Linked DNA regions of Ovis aries: region 2 is linked to region 1. The links are chromatin contacts, called in public Hi-C maps. All regions are on one chromosome and are shown on one strand. The core of a region is the stretch at or near the end of the contact, and the rest is flanking DNA. Distances in the headings are between cores, read along the strand shown.

Evidence for each region. A called contact is a pair of places that touch in the nucleus more often than the background predicts.
Region 2: a Hi-C map of mixed tissues shows a contact between it and region 1, with 2.4 times the contacts expected there. The contact joins two enhancer-like sites. A contact is called at or near these places in 7 of 16 Hi-C or Micro-C datasets (blood, hypothalamus, liver and 3 more).

What each region holds. Positions count from the first base shown.
Region 1 is chr1:255,516,163-255,519,426 of ARS-UI_Ramb_v3.0, reverse strand. No RefSeq gene overlaps it. Among named protein-coding and RNA genes, the nearest start is that of CEP63, 20 kb to the right of the region's middle. Within about 2 kb of position 1,541, at least 26 of the 54 cell types and tissues checked have an H3K27ac peak or open chromatin away from gene starts, as enhancers often do.
Region 2 is chr1:255,763,288-255,766,633 of ARS-UI_Ramb_v3.0, reverse strand. All of the region lies in intron 2 of RYK (receptor like tyrosine kinase), which reads right to left. Among named protein-coding and RNA genes, the nearest start is that of RYK, 33 kb to the right of the region's middle. Within about 2 kb of position 1,358, at least 3 of the 54 cell types and tissues checked have an H3K27ac peak or open chromatin away from gene starts, as enhancers often do.

The sequences.
Region 1 (3,264 bases), core at 292-2,791:
TAGTTTCACTGAAACCCTATCTTTATGTGGGTCAGGGCTTCCTTTTTCCTTAAAAACTTTTTTTCCCCACTTTGAAAACAAACAAAAGAAAACATCCTCTTATTTCCAAAAATTCCTTGCAATTCTTTATTTCCTGTTGGCTTCTTCAGGAGCATTTTTTTACTAATGAAGTTTCAAGATGATTTCTTGAAACTGTTATAAAGTTATGTAACTCTGGTGATTTAAAACTATCTTCTTTTCGAAAGAATTTAGCAAAGAATGGAGTCTCTTTTTTTCAGAACAGACACACCTTCTTAACTATCGATGGTCATAACAGTGAAATTAGGAAGGACTGTACACCATATTGATCTCAGTTGCGAAGAATGCAAAGCTAAGCACTTCCCCCCCCTTCTCTGTAACCATCCTCTGCTCTGTGATGGTTCTACGACCTCCTATTTTAACCCTGCTGATTCATCTGTTTCATCAAAACCCATTTTGGACTCCAAGGTCAACTATGGGCTTGTTTCCAGAGGTTCTGGGGACATGCTGTCCAGAAGAGAACCTTGTACCTGGACCTAGGATGTGGGGCCCAGCCCGACTCTACACTGGTTCAAACCCGCAGTGACTGCCTTAAAGTAATGGTACCAATGGCGCCCCACTCCAGTACTCTTGCCTGGAAAATCCCATGGATGGAGGAGCCTGGAAAATCCCATGGACAGAGGGCTGCAGTCCATGGGGTTGCTAAGAGTCGGCACGACTGAGCCACTTCACTTTCACTTTTCACTTTCATGCATTGGAGAAGGAAATGGCAACCCACTCCAGTGTTCTTGCCTGGAGAATCCCAGGGACAGGGGAGCCTGGTGGGCTGCCGTCTCTGGGGTCGCACAGAGTCGGACACGACTGAAGTGACTTAGCTGCAGCAGGCCTGCTTCTGTCCAGGTACTCTACCAGGCATTCTATTTCTAAAGGTTTCAAGAGAAGAAAATTCTAGGGTCCATAGGTTGTTTTTTCTTTGTTTTTTTTTGGAAGTACAGTTGATTTACAATGTTTCAGGTGTACAGCAAAATCATTCAGGTAAATATATATATGTATATGTTTATATATACATCTTTTCCAGATTCTTTTCCATTGTAGGTTATTACAGGGACTATAGTCTCTGTGCTATACAGTAGGACCTTGTTGCTTATCTATTTCATGAGTTCTTTTTCTGCCTATTAACTCTAAAAATTTCTTCCTTCTTTCACATGGATCTTTTCCCATTCAATCAAGACCCACATCTTTAGCCACAAGGATAGCTGGCATATGTATGCTGATCCAAGCAGTATAGCCTCTCTCCTTCTTGAATGTTGACTACCATAATTATTCATTCATTTCAGAATAAAGATTAAGGGTGGGATATTCTGGTGCGAGGAGGATGGGCCTGGGTTGGGCAGACCACCCTCGAATCTTGGCTTTCTGAATTTCCTTCGCCCATGTGTAAAGTGGGGACCTGGCCCCCCTGGTCATTGTGGGTTATTGTGAGGCTGAATTGAGACGACGTAGAAGGGGCGTCCTCGGGATCTGTGATTTTCCTGCTGCTGGGGAAGGAAAGGGATCCGACTGTGCACCGACACCCCTCAGGAGCGGCTTTAGACCTGGTGGAATGCTTGGTGGAATGCGGCGGGCTATAAATAAAGAGAATAAGGTGAAAATGGAGACTTCGGGAGTCTGGCTCCATGTGATTCCGCGGCGGTGCCGGCAGGGAGCGTTTATTCGGAGCACTGTGGCTCCCTCCAGCGCTTCCCGCCAGGCCCCCTCCCCATCCTAGGCTTAAAAACAAACAGGAAAACTTTCCCGAATTTTCCCATTCCTCCGTGGCCTGGCTGCGAATGCTGAAATTCCAGCCCGTGTTTGTTGTCACCCGCGGGCCCGTTTCCACGGTTACCCAGATTCCAGATTCCTGCGCTGGCCCCGGGCCCGCCACAATGCATCCCTCAAAGTCTCCTTGGCAGAGGAGAGACATTCCGCCTCTCTGCCGCACGCCAGGGCAAAGAGAGGCGCTCTCCTCCTCCCTTCAGCTCTGTCTCACCCCCATCGTGTGTGATGTGCGTGTTCTAGGTGATTCTCTTCAGAGTCAGTTTTGGGGGGTAAGCACGATGTAATAGTTTCCTCCACTTCTCTTTTCCTCATTTAAACTAAGAATTACTTTCTTAGACCAAACATTACACCCTTGGCAAGCACTCCAGATGGTTCTCATTAAAATTCCTTTTTTTATTTTTGCAATTCCTTTACCCCCATTCTCCTCACCCTTCTATCCCCAAAATAAACACCAGATGGAGAACAGATGAAGGGTCCTGTGGCAATGAAGGAGTCCCCAGGTCCTCTTCCTACCAGTGGCCACCTCTGCCCTTCCTGGGGTTGGCTGGCATAAATAGGCACTGGGGTGGGATATATTTCAAGTTAAATACAGCCTCTCTAGGGCTTCTCTGGTAGCTCAGCTGGTAAAGAATCTGCCTGCAATGCAAGAGACCCCAGTTTGATTCCTGGGTGGTGAAGAAAGGGATAGGCTACCCACTCCAGTATTCTTGGGCTTCGCTGGTGGCTCAGACAGTAAAGAATCTGCCTACAATGCAGGAGACCTGGGTTTCATGCCTGGGTTGAGAAGATCCCCTGGAGGAAGACATGGCAACCCACTCCAGTATTCTTGTCTGGTGAATCCCCATGGATAGAGGATCCTGGCAGGCTACAGTCCATGGGGTCACAGAGAGTCCAACATGACTGAAGCAGCTAAACATAAAACCGCAAGTGGACTCTGCCTCTCTAGGAAGAGGGGCAGAGACTCAGCTAGGTCTCTGCTCCCCAGTAGGGACTGACCTGGATTCTGTCTGTAGGGAGACTGGGGAAGGGGCTTCTGACCTAATGCACACTGAGGTCTCTGCAGGCTACTCAGGACACAGGAGTGAGATGCACTGGCTCTAAGAAGCCAGAGGGAAGGATGGCCAATGCTTTTTGGCCCTAATTGCATCTGGGCAAGCCACAGGCTTTGCTCCCACATCTGGAAAAATTTGCTTGCGCAGGAAAAGTGTGTGTGTGTTTGGATATGTTTTTATTTCCGACTTTATGAGACAAATTTTAAAATACAGAAAAGTTGGAAAAATAATACAGTGAAAACCCATATCCCTCTACCTAGGTTCAACAAATTTTGGCATATTTGCTTTCTTTCTCCTTGTCCTTCTAGATAGATGGAGGGATAATAGATAGATCCATCTCTGTATCTAATGTCTAGGCATTTGGAAGTTGGGATCT
Region 2 (3,346 bases), core at 109-2,608, 250 kb before region 1:
CTGTGCCCCAGAGAAGACTGGCTACCAACATCGTCTTTTTGCCGTCAGAACACTGACCACCTCTCACGCCACCCCTGCTGCCCAGCACAGCCAGGGGAAACCACAGACCAGAGAGAAAGCTGCTCTTACACAACGATGATCCCCACGTTCAGGGTAGGCCATTAATCCCGCTCAGCAGTCCCTTCCCCACTCAGCCCCTTCTCCCTAGTCGTCTCACTCCAAACCTCATGGGACTCACGGCTTCACCACCTGCTGCCCGCCCCACTTTCCTCCTCTCAGACAATGCTCCTGTCCCCTTCACCTGGCACACAAGAACCTGCACCCCACTTTCTGCCTTTCTTTTCAGCTCCAGGCAGATTTGGTGGCTCAGATGGTAAAGCGTCTGCCTACAATGTGGGAGACCCAGGTTCAATCCCTGTGTCAGGAAGATCTCCTGGAGAAGGCAATGGCAAACCACTCCAGTATTCTTGCCTGGAAAATCCCATGGACGGGGGAGCCTGGTAGGACACAGTCCATGGGGTCGAAAAGCGTCGGACACGACTGAGCGACTTTACTTTTCACTTTCCAGGCAGATCTGTTAGAGCACTCTTCCTCTGCACTCCACTCCCAAGGAGAGATTTATTCCCTTCTCCAAATGATAAACCCTTCTCTCAGCACACTAGCCTTAGCCCACTAGACCACTAATGGGATCCTGTATCATCAGCTCGTCTCTCTCACTCTCCTACATCTTCATTCTCTCCCATATGCCTAATAACTTACTAGACATATGTGCCTAATAATCTTACAGCTCTCAAACACAGCAGATTGAAAACCAAATTTACTATGCTTCCCCACACTTGCTGTCTCCTTTACTCTAGGTCTCAATAATTGCAGGCAGAGGCACAGCCAGCCAGGGACCAGAACCCCTGGGGCAGTAGACAGAGCGAGCTGCAAACAAGGTTAAAGGCCCTAATTGTAGTCTGAGGGCAGGGACGAGACCAGCACTGGAGAGCCTCAGTGTGGCAGGGGGTGAGGGCAAAAGGTAGAGAAATGGGCTCGTGAATGGAGCTGGGTAGCATCAGAGGCACGCGGAGAAGTGGTGAAGGGGTTGAGCAGGATTTCTGAGAAGCCCAGCCCTTTGGCCAGCAGCAGCCGCCTGGAACACAGAAAAGCGTGAAAGCATGGCGCCTGCCCTGTGGCCTCCCTTTTTGAGGGACTGCCTAAACATGAAAGGCATTCCAAAGCAGTTCTCTTCTCCCTCAGGAATCTTCAGAATATAAAATTTTAAATTGTAGTTTCTGGGGTTAGAAACAGCTTATTATTAAAGGGCAGTTTTTTCTATTTTGGCATGCCATCGATCTATACAGACTCTCACTGGCCAATAATCCTTTGAAGAAACAGATCTGCTCTAAAACTAACATTTATAATCTACTGGAACAAAGAAAATCTGAAAATCAGTTGTTTATCCGAACAAAGAATGAGCCAAAATACTTCAGAAAAGAAATAAGAAAAAAATATAAATATTTGAATAAGCTAAGAAATAAACATTTTTTGTAATCTTCCCTTACTTGGAAACAAATGGTAATTGCAAATAGGCAGCTGCTAAGTAAAGCCACTTCCTCTTGGAACCCAGTACAGATTTAAAGTGAGTACACTTTGCCTGAAGCCCAACAGCCTTTCAATTTCTCTGAAATTATCACAAGTGCTGCCTTTCTCACAGAAACCCCACTCTGCAGGGGATACAGCAGGCTGGCCCCCAGGGCTGCTGTAGGAACTCTGGACAAGTTCCCTGCAGACCCTCCTGACAATGATGAATTTCTGAAACCAAAGAACAGCTTATAGAGACTGAGTGGGGTAAGTATTCTGCTACCTTTTGGTATATTTTTGCCTTTCAGCTATCTAAAATATCTGACACTTAACAGATGCAATTGCAAGTTTTTTTCCTGGATACTGGAGAATGTTCTGGAATGCCGAAGCAAGTTGTTATCTGTTAAAACCAGCAGTAAGGGGACTGTGAAAGAAAAGCAACACCAGAGTTCTTACCCCATCTGGAAATGCAATTAACCCATTATATTTACCAACCACTCTCTAAGGCAGTGTGATACAATGTCAAGAGTAAGACAAAGCTCCAGTCTCTGAGAAGACCACAATCTGTTTGGCAAGATAAAACAAAGTCACTGCAGAACACTATTATCAGAAGCTTCGATAATGTTAAAATATCCACAATGAAGTGACATACCAAGAAGACTGAAGATCTTTAGAAGCAAGTATCTCATCTTCTGGTAATTCTTAAAAAGCAATAATTGCAAAGTGTTGGACCCGAGAAGCCTTGACTCTCCTTCTGAAAGTTCCTAACTGCATTCCAGAGCTAACAAGATCAGGTGAAGAACTCTTCATCATGTCTCTCCTGCCCCCTTGCATGACTATCATTTCAAAAATATATATATACACACACATACATACACATATCTAGATGCTTATCCATGTACAGACTATCTTTAGAAGGGGAGATCAGAATCAGGGAACAGTGGCTGCCAATGGAAGGGGAGTTAGGTGGCTAAATTGCTTGGGGATGGTACTAGAAAGGGCTAGGGGATTTATTTTTCACTACATACCCCTATGCCTTTCGCATTTTGTACCATATGCATAAACAAAATACTCAAAAGATTAATTTTTAAAATAAACAAACTTCAATTAAACAACTATGCTAAAACCACAAAAGAAATTATGCCCTAAAACTGGAACTAGGAGTTGCAATGGAGGTCAAACCTGACATTAGATTTAACATACACACACTCCTTTGCTTTTTTACTATAAAACATTTTAAGTCATAACATGACTAGTACTTTCCTCAGAATTCTTATACCTTCTACAGGCTTAGCTATATGTTCAAACTATGAGTTACATTCATTTTTTTCCATTTTAAAACTATATTTTTTCAAATTTACAACTTTATTCACAGTAAAATATCTGCAAAATCCCAGGTGTGCAACTAGTTTGCCAAATAGTTTGTCAAGAATACACGACCCATGTTTCCACACTTCTAGATACAGGCATCCACTGCCTCCGAAGCGGCACATCCTAACTGAAAAGCTCTAACTGCTCCGAAGTTGCCCCTTTGCTGAGCTGTGCCCTGTGCATCTCTTCCCTCGTCAGTTAAGGAGCACCTGTAACTAAGTACCAGGTGCTGCAACAGGCACAAGGGACCCAGAGAAAGATGAAAAGAGGTCCCTACCCCTGACGTGCTCAGCGCCTCAACGGGAGAGAGAAGATCAACTACAAAAATCTTCTTAAGAGCATAAGGGTGTGAAAGGAAAGGGCACCTGACACAGCTGAAAAAGCGGTGGCACCAGGTCTAAGTTTCATG